2 separate regions of the Astyanax mexicanus genome follow, and region 1 is linked to region 2. Evidence: chromatin contacts called from public Hi-C data. All regions are on one chromosome and are shown on one strand. The core of a region is the stretch at or near the end of the contact, and the rest is flanking DNA. Distances in the headings are between cores, read along the strand shown.

Evidence for each region. A called contact is a pair of places that touch in the nucleus more often than the background predicts.
Region 1: a contact with region 2 is called in a Hi-C map of muscle, with 13 times the contacts expected there. The contact joins two enhancer-like sites. A contact is called at or near these places in 2 of 3 Hi-C or Micro-C datasets (both in muscle).

Annotation. Positions count from the first base shown.
Region 1 is chr16:31,597,788-31,604,267 of AstMex3_surface, forward strand. sptbn1 (spectrin, beta, non-erythrocytic 1) reads left to right here. Exons shown (of 37, transcript XM_007231774.4): 4 at 1-137; 5 at 816-907; 6 at 1,657-1,737; 7 at 1,833-1,948; 8 at 2,049-2,161; 9 at 2,960-3,147; 10 at 3,240-3,357; 11 at 3,576-3,734; 12 at 5,541-5,843. Among protein-coding and RNA genes, the nearest start is that of eml6, 32 kb to the right of the region's middle. Within about 2 kb of position 3,669, the one cell type or tissue checked has an H3K27ac peak away from gene starts, as active enhancers do.
Region 2 is chr16:31,533,208-31,540,622 of AstMex3_surface, forward strand. All of the region lies in intron 1 of sptbn1 (spectrin, beta, non-erythrocytic 1), which reads left to right. Among protein-coding and RNA genes, the nearest start is that of sptbn1, 33 kb to the left of the region's middle. Within about 2 kb of position 4,239, the one cell type or tissue checked has an H3K27ac peak away from gene starts, as active enhancers do.

The sequences.
Region 1 (6,480 bases), core at 2,419-4,918, 64 kb after region 2:
TGGAGAATGTGGACAAAGCCCTTCAGTTCCTCAAGGAGCAGAGGGTCCATCTGGAGAACATGGGCTCCCATGACATCGTCGACGGGAATCATCGCCTAACGCTTGGTCTCATCTGGACCATCATCCTCCGCTTCCAGGTAACTTTCCATAATTCTTTGGTACAGTAGGTATGCAGTGTTTTTGGGGGATTAGAATGCACTTTACATGCAGCCAGAGCTCTTTCTCCTGGTTCTTTCTCCTCATTGCTCCCATTATGGTGTTGATGCTGACTGGCACGGGCATCTGTTGGCTCGTGTATCAGAGCTGGGGATCCAGCGATTTCCTCCAAGCTTATTGGCTATAACTAATTGTCCTCACTCTCCCAGTGTTGGGACGGGAGGTAGTGCTTCTAATCTAGCAATTACATTGAGATTTGCTGGATCTGACCTCTTTAAAGTAATAGATTGGGCATTCCTTAATAGATTCAACTCTGTAATAGTCTGTCTACATACTAGTATTTCATTATGAAAATGTACTGCACTTTGTAGGATATACCTTCCTCTACTCTACCAATACAATAGGGTTAAACTGTTCTCTGTGAAACATTTACCGCATTTCTTTAAAATACATTACTTTCAATTGAAATAATAAGAAAGTATAATATCAGTTTCACAGGTTGTTTTTAAATTAAGCAAAGTGAATTTAGACAAGTGTACAGTATTGCTAAAAATTGATATTGTGCCAGCCCTAATACCAACAACATTTTAGCCCTGTCTAATAAAGAGAGCAGGATGTGTTGCCGTATAACTAACTGTGTGCTGTTCTTCTCAAAACAGATCCAAGACATCAGTGTTGAGACAGAAGACAACAAAGAGAAGCGCTCAGCCAAAGACGCTCTGCTTCTGTGGTGTCAGATGAAGACAGCAGGGTCAGTCACTGGTCGTCTTCAGAAGCGTACAAAAGCTGTGTTTTGTGTCTTGCTTAAAATCACAATATTTTCGGTAGGTCTGGATACTTGGCAGTTGAGGCAATGGACCATGAACATAGTGTTAGGCTGTGCTTCTGGATCCTTGTCGAGCCAGTATCAGATTGTGGTGGTTGTGGCTATTGTTGTTAGTTGAGTGAGTAGTAGATCCTGGCTGAGCCCTGTGCATAACCCCAGCTGTTAGGTGCAGGATTTGTCAATTTCCTGTATTATATTACTTCTTAAAAATTTGGTCGATATGATTTAATTCTGATATCAGTGTGAACAGTGTGGAAAAACTGCAAACGACTGTGAATAATGTATATTGAAATATTGGAAAATATGAGAAAGTGTGTAACAAAAACATTTTTCCTATCCTGATGTACAGTAGCAGTCACATTTTTGGATGCATTCTATGCATTCTATTCTATTCTATTTGTTCTTTGTATTAGTCTTTTCATTTATTACACTGTATATTTATATTAAAGACTAAAAACTATTGAGGAACACATGCAGTTAGGTGGTAGACAAAAAAAGTCCTTAGCTTCACAAACTCCTAATATAAAAACCCAACCCAGGTGGTTTAATTGGGACGAGTTGGAGTGCAGAGTGAAGAAAAAGCAGTTAACAAGTGCTTTATACAGTATAAAATAAAAAAAAACAATGGAATATGTAAATGGTTCTCCATTTCATACTTTCTGGTTTTCTTTCAGCTATCCGAATGTCAACATCCACAACTTCACTACCAGCTGGCGTGACGGGATGGCCTTCAACGCTCTCATTCACAAACACAGGTAGAAATTCACTGCAGTCTTTCAGACTCTATTCTGTGTTGTTTATCCTCTGTTAAACTCCTTCATACCTCTGTTTATCTCTGCTCTGATCACAGGCCAGACCTGATCGACTTTGACAAGCTGAAGAAGTCCAATGCTCACTACAACCTGCAGAATGCCTTCAACCTGGCCGAGCAGCACCTGGGACTGACCAAACTGCTGGACCCTGAGGGTAAGAACTTTCTCTAAACCGAAACACCTACATATCAGCCTGTGTGTGAAATAGGACTGTGGGGAAGTGATGGCATGTTGATGTGTGGTTTGTTTTGTAGATATCAGTGTGGATCACCCTGATGAGAAATCAGTCATCACCTACGTCGTCACATACTACCATTACTTCTCCAAGATGAAGGCACTGAAGGTGGAGGGCAAGCGTATTGGGAAGGTATGCTTTTATATTCCCATAATATTTATTTGTTATTGCTTTGTTTTTTGTGTTCTCTGTACGGATGTTCTCGATTTGATTGGTAGAAATTAAATGGCAGATTAGATGACAATTAAATTCTTCGTAAGGTAACATATTCTCATTAAACTCTGCACACGTGCATATGTGGCCTAATCCAATTCAAAGCTAAGTAAATATAGTAAATATATTGGTAAAGCTGACTAGCTCATGGATCCAAGTGGCTACCAGAGCAGAAAAAAAGTAAGAAAGGACATTTTTATAAAGGATTTGGATGCAACCAGCTGTCGGCTGTCAGTTTGCTTTAGTAGCGTATGAGACAAATCAGTTACATTAGATGTTCCCTTAATTTCCAGTGAAATTTAGAACTAGATATTGAATAATTGTTCAGATTTAATTACCTGGGACTCAAACATTGGACTGTAATTTTTCAAAGCAAAAAAAAAATTGTCATTTACAGTTTTCCAATATATAAATTAAAAGTGTTTTATTGTCACATCTGAGATGGATGAATAGAAAAAAACTTGGTTTCCACCACAGTAGCAGAAAATAGATTTAATAAATGTATATTTAATAAATAGAAACATAAAAATATAGATTTACACACATACCATAATTGACACTATAACCTGTGTTACTGCACTGTTTACATGCAGAAGGTTTTATTACATAAACTATGAATAAACAGATGTTTTTAATGACTAAATTACAATTTTATCTTAATATTTACCTTTTGAAACCTTTGAAGTTCTCCTTAACTACTGTGTGTATTTTCTCCAGGTGCTGGACAATGCCATTGAAACAGAGAAGATGATTGAGAAATACGAGTCTCTGGCCTCCGACCTGCTGGAGTGGATCGAGCAGACCATCATCATCCTCAACAACCGAAAGTTCGCCAATTCGCTGGTCGGGGTTCAGCAGCAGCTCCAGGCTTTTAACACCTACCGCACTGTGGAGAAACCACCCAAGTGAGCGAGACGACCTTCATACTCTCCACATTCACGTCAGTTCAGTTCAGTTGGATTGATTTCTCACGCTCTGGTTTTCTCTTATTATCCAGGTTTACAGAGAAAGGCAACCTGGAGGTCCTTCTGTTCACCATTCAGAGCAAGATGAGAGCCAACAACCAGAAAGTGTATATGCCCAGAGAGGGCAAACTCATCTCAGACATTAACAAGGTAAAACACACTGTCTTCAGTTAAATATATCAGACATTAATGTGTAAGCTGATGTGCACATTACTGTCTTAATTATGAATGTAAGATTGTTAGTAAGAGTGGACTTATTTAGCAAACATTTACATACTTATATCAGCCTTATTTAGTTATTTTAATAACATCAAATTAATTTGGTTGCAAATATCTGACTGTCATATCTGACTGAATGTGTGTGACAGGCATGGGAGCGCTTGGAGAAGGCGGAGCACGAGCGAGAGCTGGCTCTGAGGAATGAGCTGATTCGTCAGGAGAAGCTGGAGCAGCTGGCGCGCCGTTTCGACCGCAAGGCCGCCATGAGAGAGACCTGGCTCAGCGAGAACCAGCGGCTAGTGTCACAGGTGACCAATCAGAACACAGCAAGTCATGTCAGCGTGGGCAGTGCACACACACTCCATCCACAGTCAAACTGGGCTTCTGATATTGAGTTATTCAGGATTACTTAGTCCTTTTTTTTATATGGATTAGATTAGAACCTAACAAAGATTAATAAATTGTACAAAAAATAAATATAATTTATTATAAATATAATAAATCGTACATGAACTCATAATTTTTTTTTATCTTTTCTGTATTTTATGCCAGTCACACAAAATGGCAATAACAAATGCCAGATTTACATTGTTAAAGAGCATTAAAAATTGGAGAAGACAGGAGAAGGTTTTTGCATATTAATAATAAGGATGAATTTGCAAAAACAAATACATATCTGTTTTTTTTGTTTTGTTTTTTTTTTCCTTTTTTATATATGTACCTGCTTCAAATTCCAGGTGGGTAACACTGAACAAATTGAGAACATGCATAGAATTACCATTTATATTTATTATTATATCTCATTATATGGTATACCATGATACCAAAACTACACTATAGACGAAAGTATTGAGAATCAGGTGTATAAAATCAAACACAAACATTACTAACATCCTCATGCCTCTGGATTTATTATGGGAGTTATTAAAGCTCCTGTAAGTGTAATAAAAAGGTGTCCCATTACCTCTGCCCATATAGTGTATTGTATATCATGATACAGTGATTTTTTTTAAAGCAGTATCACTATATTACTTTTAAGTACATCAGTCTTGTTTGGCTGTGTGTCGTCAAGGCCAGGCTTGAAGAACTGCAGAACACACACATTTCTGATCTGCCTCCTACACACAGTTGACTCAGCTGTGAGTAAGTGTGGTGCAGTTGCGGTGTGATTGCGTGTTGTTATGCCGTCCATCAGATCACCAAAAGAGCATGACTTGGGTAGAATGTGTAACTTCTTTGCACCACCTAGTGGTGAACTGAGAAAATGAAACATTTTAAGTGACTAGAGAAATTAGTAAATATGTAATTATAATAGGAATGCACCGAAATTAACATTTATGCTAAATCAAAAAATGAAAAACAAAACATTTGGATGAGTTTTTTCACCATTAAATAAATCATATGGCCTGAATGTCTTTTTGTATTTTTCATATTGTAGCAGACTTACCAACAGAGTTCAATACATTTACCTTAGCAGTGCTACTTTGATCAAGAATTTATTTAAGCAGTGCAATTTTAGTCATAAAGCTACCTTAGTAGTGCTACTTGAGTCACATATTTAAACAAAAGGCCACCCAGACTTCTGGCAAATGAACAAAGCTAATGCTAAGTTAGCCCAGCTAATGTTACTGTTTGAGCCCTGTACAGCTCGTAGTTTGTGAAGAGATAGGAATCTAAGTAAACTTCAGATTTACTTACCTACAAAGCATAATAAGTGATGCTAAATACTTTATTTCATTTATTTAATGCTAGTAGGTTGTAAAAATGATCTTAACCTGCAGTTTAACAGATCTGCTTGTCGGCTTTCTTCCTCACTCCCTGTTTTGTAAACAGCAGCTCTTTAAACACTGCCAGGGAAGGAGGAGGTGAAGTGTGTGCTGCTGGAAACAACCTAATATTAGAGTAAAAATGCAGTATGCAGTATGATGAGGAATTATCCATTGTTTGTTCACCTATTGAGAAGGCCAAAACGTGCTTTTTTTTTGCCATTTTCAGCCAAATATTGTGTGTTTGGTGCATTTGTAAGAACTAAAAAAAATGATGTTGGTATTATGTGCTAACTGTATATTGCTCAGAATTTTAGTCGTGTCCTCACTCTCTCTCTGTTTCCACAGGACAACTTTGGCTTCGACCTGCAGGCAGTAGAGGCTGCCACCAAGAAGCACGAGGCCATCGAGACGGACATCGCTGCGTACGAGGAGCGAGTGCAGGCCGTAGTGTCCGTGGCCCGCGAGCTGGAGGCCGAGAACTACCACGACATCAAGCGCATCACTGCCCGCAAAGACAACGTCCTGCGCCTGTGGGAATACCTGCTGGAGCTGCTGAAGGCCCGCAGACAGAGGCTGGAGATGAACCTGGGTCTGCAGCGTGTCTTCCAGGAGATGCTCTACATCATGGACTGGATGGACGAGATGAAGGTAAGTGTGGGTGAGAGTAATAGTGAGTAGGAGTTTATAGTCAAGATGTAAAAAAAAAAGAATTGCTATGTAGAGAGATGGAGGGAGTTTTTTTTTTTTTTTTTTTTTTTTACAAATTGCTTTAAATTGCTTTAAAAATACTTTAAATAATAGAGTATATATTTTGGGTCGTATATTCTCATAACATTCTCACACACAAAAAAAAATTAAAGAAATAAAAGTTGATAGGTCACAAAGACCATCAAAAACGTTATGATGAAACTGGGCCACCCTAGGAAAGGAAGACCAAGAGTTGCTTTACAGAGTATTTTGGTTTGTTTAACACTTTTAAGTTGATTCCTTATAAAAATGATTCCTTATGTGGTCCTTCATAGTCTTGATGATTTCTAAATAAAAACTAAATAAAAAAATTGTAAACTGTAATCAATTTAATTCCATTTATAAACATACCGAACATGCCACTACAGTGTGTTGTTCTTTTATGTTTGGATTCTGTTTATCATTTACTATTTCACTACTGTGTAAATAGGTCCTCCAGTCACATTGGCTATGTTCACATTTCCAGGCACAAATCTGTTTTTTTAGTGTTGTATGGACAGGTTAAATTTGTTTGTATTGTATGATGCACTATTATATA
Region 2 (7,415 bases), core at 2,989-5,488:
ATACATGCTGTGTGTGTGCTGTTGTTTTTTTTTTTTTTTGGTGTGTTTCTGAAGCATAGACTGTGGTCTGAAGTTATCTAGGCTCAGGCTGACTGGTTTACTGCTGCTTGTTTTGTAAAATTAAGCTGGCCACACACATTCTGCAGTGCTAGGTTAGTATTAGCATTAGCCATGTTTGCATCAGACAGCGTCAGACACACCCAGGATGCCATGCCATTATATTAGGGAGTTGTATTTTAGGTTAGCATGTGCCAGGCTAAGCTACATACCTCAGATAGCAGGCATATCTGAGGAGAAAGAATGTGCAGGGAGATATCTCGCCTGCTTTAGATGAAGTGCCTCCTGCTCCACTTGGAACAGTTGGCTTTTATGGAGCATAGCATGCGTGTGTGTGGGTGTGTGCAGACTGTGTTGATAGCTTGGTAGTAAGTGTGTGTGTGTGGGTTGGAAAAGGAGATGGAGGGCGTCGTCAGGTTGAAGGATGCGTCCCTGATGGTTCTCCATCCCACTCGTCCACCAGGTCAGTGAGGTGTCAAACTAGCTAGTATGGATGATTTTGACCAGACCACCACATTCCTCCTACACACACACACACACACACTCAATTCAGTGAAAGAAATGCAGATTTTCTGAAATGCTCTTGTGGAATGAGGCCTACAGCTTCAAGGCATCCCTACAGCACTGCACAAAACTACACTGTTAAAAATTTAAGGAGCCAGAAAGAAGTTTTGGGCATAAAAGAACCTGAAATAACCCATGAGAGGATGGGTCTTTTAGAGGACAAATTTTGTACTTGAGATTTGTTAATGTTCTTTCTCTTGTAACAGTATAACTTTTGAGTTTGAATAACTTTTGAGTTAAAAGGGTTTTTTAAAGAACCACATTCAACTAGCTCTCAAATTATAGACCAGTAGACTAGAGAATATACCTTAACAATATAAAACTATTGGTTTTAGCAAAAAACCCTTGAGGCAGCTAGTGAGGAACATTTTATTTAGTTTCTGTAGGGGAAGATAGATGATCTTATTTAACCAAACCAAGCTGAACTGCTTGAACCAGAGGTGCAAAAATTAAGTTATCCAAAAGCAGGGATAGGTGGAGGAGAACATGCCAAGATGCATGAAAACTGTAATTAGAAACCAGGGTTATTCCACCAAATATTGATTTCTGAACGGAACGTTATGAATTTAAATGTGTTTTTTTTGCATTATTTGAGGTCTGAAAGCTCTGCATCTTTTTTGTTATTTCAGTCATTTCTCATTGTCTGCAAATAAATGCTCTAAATGACAATATATTTATTTGGAATTTGGGAGAAATGTTGTCTGTAGTTTATAGAATAAAACAATTATGTTTATTTTACACAAACATATACCTATAAATAGCTAAATCAGAGAAACTTATTCAGTAACTGAAGTGGTCTCTTATTTTTTCCAGAGCTGTGTATATAGTATAGTCACTTGTCTGTTTGCATGGACAATTCTAGCCAGACACCGCCGGTCACGGTAATGCCTTCTATGATGTATTTCCGTTACACACATACCACTGTGGAACGGGAAATGTTAAATACCCATACAACTACTGAAAATGGATAGAAGGTCTTATCCATCTGAGACCCACTCCTAGACCTCTCTCTAACTTTTGTAATTAACAAGCCAAAAACATACTGGCCAATATATTTAACCAACCTCACTCACAAGGTAACACCTCACAACTTACATTTACAGATGTGAGCATTGCCAAGTCATTCACTGAGGTAACCCAACAAACTGCTTTCCCATGACTTTTGGCATGTCAGTGTGTGTTGTGTTGTTGTTGCTGCCTTTGACAAAGAACTATTGAACCCCTCCCCCTTTTAAAGAATGAAGAAAGCCTGTGGTAACCTTATTATAAATGAATAATGTATGTCCTGTTTCTTATATGCACTTGTAAATGTACATCCTGCAGCCTGACTAGCTGCACAAGCTCCACCCCAGAAGCACTTAAAGCGTGAAGAGCTGCTGCTGTGGAACATCAGGGTGTGGAGATGGTGGAAAATGTGCTGCAGTTGTTGCTGACTGCTGGAAACATGCTCTGTAGGTTATACAGGGTACAGGGTAGACGTACAGTAGATCCACATGCCACCCTCTCAGACTACACAGTTTACTGTGACGGCAAGATGGAAATACGGGTCCAGACACAATGAAGAGCTGGTTCCTCTCAGACTCAGACTCAGGCTGCTACACTGTCTGTTGAAAATAGAAAATAGGTTGCCATGGATGCAGAGCTCCATGGTGATACCATGAATCTGCATCCAAGCTGTTAGATCTGGACTTTTCTTTCTGTTTCCAGCCAGAGAAGCTAAATGCCACTTTAGGTGGAGCGACTGCACACACTGCTGCAGAATAAAGCTGCTTCCATATAGAGCCAGATTTATAATAAAGATCCTTTTAAATATTGATAATGAACACTTTACACTTACGCTTCACTGTTACAAACTACGGGTTTGTGATATACAGTGTCTACAATCATATGCTGTATTAATTGTTGTGTTAATGATGTGCAAGCTGACATTATCTAGTATGCTTAATCACAGGATATTGTTATAATATAATAATAAACTTTATTTATATAGCATCTTTTATACATAAAAATGCAGAAAGAGAGTAAGAAATGGCGCACAAGCAAGCAAGTCATAAAAAAATCAATTAAAATGAAGACTAATAAAATATAATACTCGAAAACAAATAAATGCAAATTATGATAGAATAAAAATACAATCAGAACCAGACAGATAAAAATGAGATAATAATAGGGTAAACATCAGAACCAAATAATAAAAGTTATAGTAAATAAATAATAAGAGAGATCTTATTGAAAGCTAGAGAAATAAGAATAAGGTATAATGAAAAGCTAATGTAAAAAGATATGTTTTTATCTTTTTCTTAGAAATAGTAACAGAGGTTTCTTGACGAATATTTATCAGTAGTGTGTTCCAGATTTTTGGCGCTTAAAAAACAAAGTGATTCTCCACTCTTTTTAAGTTTTATAGACAAGTACAAAAAACTTAAACTTGATTCTAAAAAAAACAGGTAGCCAATGGAGGGAAGCTAAAATTGGTTTGATATGGTTGTGTTTTTTAGTACGTGTCAATATTCTCGCTGCTGCATTTTGCACCAGTTGCAGTTTATTTATTGTAGCCTCAGGAAGTCCTATTAGAAGTGCATGAATTGTATTATGATTAGAACAATTATATATTTTTTTATGATTGACTAGCTTTTATGGTAACACTTTACTTGGATGGTCCATTTGATGATGCTCAACTGACATTCAACTAACATTCAACTGCATGTCTATAAAATGCAATTGAACTGAAAGGTGAAAGTAAATTATTCTCTATTGAATGTAACCCTACATCCAACTCTGACCCAAACTCTAATCTTACCATTTTAGCATTGGGTTTAGAGTTAAATTTAACGTTTAGGTTAAGGTTAGGGTTAGGGTTAAGTGTAGGGTTAGATTTTAGGGTTGATTTAGGGTTGAGTGTAGAGTTAGATTCTAATTTGAATCATTTACATTCAACATAGGGTTAAGTTGCATTTAATAGACGTTCAGTTGAATGTTAGTTGAATGTCAGTTGAGCATCAACAAGGCCTTCAAATGGACCATCCAAGTAAAGTGTTACCGCTTTTATATATTTTAAATAAAATTTAATACTGATTTGTTTTATTTACGCTTAAGTACCCTTTTTTTATTATTTTTTATTGTAGATGTGTGTTTGTCTGTGTGTGTGTGTGTAGGAGGCAGCAGGGCGGAACCAACAGCTGCTTTGCAGAGTTGAGTGTTTGCTGGACTGTGAGAGACGTGTTGCGTTATCGTCCAAACAGCTGCAGAGCCGTTAGCCGAGGGTGTTGGTCCTCAAACTCGGAGCCTTTAGGGAAAGTTCAGCATTTCTGCTCTCATCCAACAAACACTCAGAATCAGATCCACAACACAGCCCAGATACACTAATCATGATCAGCTCCAGTCCCTGAACACTTCTCTGTCCACAGTGTTGCTGTATGAAGTAAAAAAAGCCACACAACAGCGCCCCCTCCTGGACAACAGACGAACATCCTCTGGAAGCCAGTCAGAGCTGAGACTGTGTAAATCTCTGAGGCGAAACCGCACCTCTCCCTCTCTGTGATTTACTCTTACAGGCTGCCATGCCAAACACAGAACACGGTTTTTATTTATCCTCCCGCGCTGGGCCTGGAACAATCCGGTGTCAGTGTTCTCCTCGGACCTGATCACTCATAGCCGGTTCTGAGCTGCTTCTTCTCAGGGGGTGGAGGAGAGGTTGGCTGCGATCTCGCCGTCTCTTTCTAAGCTAAGCAGGGGTTCAAGCAGCGAGCCAAGTTTACAGAGATCTCAGGCTCCAGTTTCCTGTTTCATAATAATGGCCCACTCTTCTCTCTCACTGCTCAACTCACACAGTAAAACACACACTCACACAGAGAGAGAGACAGAGAGAGAGAGACGCACAACATTCATTTCCTGCAGGAGAGACAGAGGAAAAAAGTAAAGAAAAATATTTGAGATTACAAAAAGTAAGAAAGAATAAAGGAACTGTAGAGACTGCAGTAGAACGAGAAGCAAAAAGAAAGAAAAAGTTAGAGAGATTACAGAAAGTTAGTAAGAAAGAAAGAGAGAGCTGAAAGAATGAGGGAAGAAAGAAAGAAAAAATGAAAGAAAGAAAGAGACAAAGAAAAAGAAAGAGATTAAAGAAAGTAAGAGATGAAACAAAGAAAGAAAAAGATGAGAGAGAAAGAAAAAGATGAAAGAGGGAAAAAAAACATGAGAGAAAAAAAGGAGAGATGAAAGAAAAAAAGAAAGAAGACTGTAGAAAGAGAAGCAGAAAAAAAGAACAAAGAATAAGTCAAAAAAGACAGACTTGGGTAAGGAAATAAGAAGGAGAGATGGTAGAATAAAGGGAGAAAAAGAGATGTAAAAAATAAAAAGCTGAAGGAGGAAGGAAGGATGAATAAAGAAACAGTAGAAAAAGGACTAGAGAGGGTTAAAAAATAGATACATTGAAGAAAATGAAATAATATTAGGGGGAAAAGAAGGAGAGATTATAAAAAGAAAGCAACAAAGAGAATGTGTTAACAGAAAAAAGAGTGAGAGAGTGCTGTACTTCCTGTCTGTAAGCAGTGTGAGCAGTGATGATGGTCAGTAATGAGAGGACTGCTGATCTGAGACATCTTCACTAATGACTCCTCTCTTCCTCCATGAATCCATCCATCCAACTCCAACATCAGCAGCAGAGTAATGCCCCAGCACCCTTTTACACACACACACACACACACACACAAATACTTGTGCTGATCGATTAAAATGCTAGGACCTGTAGGCACATAAACTGGTCAGCATCGTCCATACTACTGTCAGTCTGTCCTGAGATTAGAAGCTGTTTTCTGGTTTGGGTTCAGATAAGGATGAAGTTCTGTTTGTAGAAGAGGCTGAAGATCAGAGACCACCCAGTTAGTGAGAAGATGCTGCGCATGGCTAAATGTGGTTTATACTCTGCAATGATGAGTTGGCAAAAGCAGCACAGGCCAATTGTCATATTATACTTGGAAACCGGGGTGTTGGAGCATGAGCCAAGTATTTGGGCCAAATTCAGGCCAGTGCAGCTCAGCGTGTGGTTTTTGGGCCCGAAATGGTCCAAATTATTTTAGATAAGTTGGATTTCAGTGCTAGTTTAAGAGGATCTGTTAAACCCAGAGAGTATAATCGTAATAAACTAAAGCAGGTGTGGTCAGATCAAAATGAGGACTGGTTTTTAATGGTTTTGGACCGCAGCCCTCCTCTGCCTGCAGCGTAATGACTTGGTCTCCATAGTGACCCAGTGAAAGAGCCTTGTATCTTGTCTAGTTTAGCAGCTAATGGAATCAGTGGAGGAGGAGTGGACAGAGGTAATGGCTGGTAATGGCTTTTTAGAGATTGAGAGAGGAAGGGATGATGATTATGATTATGATAATAATGATGATGATGATTTCAGAATAGAGAGTTATGAGTCCTTCTTATGTGTGCTTTAATGTTCCAATCACCTCAAATGTTATGCAATATCTAATACTTCAGCTATTTTTATTAATAATGATAATGCTTAATTGTTTTTTTGTTCAGATTATATATAACTAATAGTTTACATACCAAGATTGGTATCAGACGCTGCTTTATTTTGTGCTGTGTTTATACCCTAATAGCTGTGATCAGATCAAACAAAAAGTTAAAAATTCATTTTCATGCATATAACAGTGAAAATTACAATATCCCACTGAAATACAGTATTGCAATATACTGTAGCCCCTGTATCATCGTACACATGTTGTATTGTCAGGTACTTGCTAATAAAGCCCTATTTAGAATGATTGGTATGGAGGGAAAATAAATACCTGTTTGCACAGAACCCAATTTTTACTGACAATAAAGTCCCATGTCAAGTTATTAAAATAATAATAAAATAAATATATTAACAGTGACATTGTGTTCCTTTTTCAGTTTATTAATGCTGTACTTTCTGCAGTCTTTGGACATAAAACATATTCCTTATGATATCCATTGGTCCAATGTAAAGGACAGATGCTGTTTTAAATAACAATAAAATAAAGTAAAAAGAAGATCTAAAGGTATGTAAAATTTTATACCTACTGTTTGGTCGGTCCACATCGAGTTAATTAACAGTGCTTATTAAAAAAAAAACATAATAAAAAAAACATTACTTAATGGTTAAGTAATGTCTCAAATAATTATTATTTGATATTAGTTAAGACATGATAAAGCGATTTTTATTTTTCAGATATGTTGAGGCATTAGTTTAACTAATGTCAATTACTGTACTTTTATTGTAAAGTATTTCCTATTATTCTGTTCATTACTTCCAGCACTTCCTACAAAACTGTTTTTTATATGAAAAGTCAAAATACTCATAAAGCTACTTGGATAAAACGGCAGCCAATGTTGGGATCTGATTTTTGAACATTAAACATTATTGCTGAGCTCGAGTGCCAGAGCCTAGACTATAAACCGCACTTAGACTTTTATCAGCTTTAGCTTCTCCACACATCTGCTAGCATCTAGGTCTCTGACTCTAAACTACAGAGACAAAAAAATAGGAACAGCTTCAGCTAGCTACTGATGCTACCTCCTTTCAGCTCTACATACACATGCAGAATGAAGCTCGTCTGGTTTGATGGCCTGTAACAGTAGAGTGGTTAATGGTAGTGCATTACCATCAGCCTACTGCCTTTCTCAGACCCCCCTCACTCCTCCCCATTACTGTAAATGGCCTTCTCAAATTCTCACATCCCGACGAACTGATGATTATCTGTGCCTGCAGACAGCAGAAAAGCTCCAGTAGTTCAAGTGCTCGTGCCTTACAGTGCATCTTCACTGTT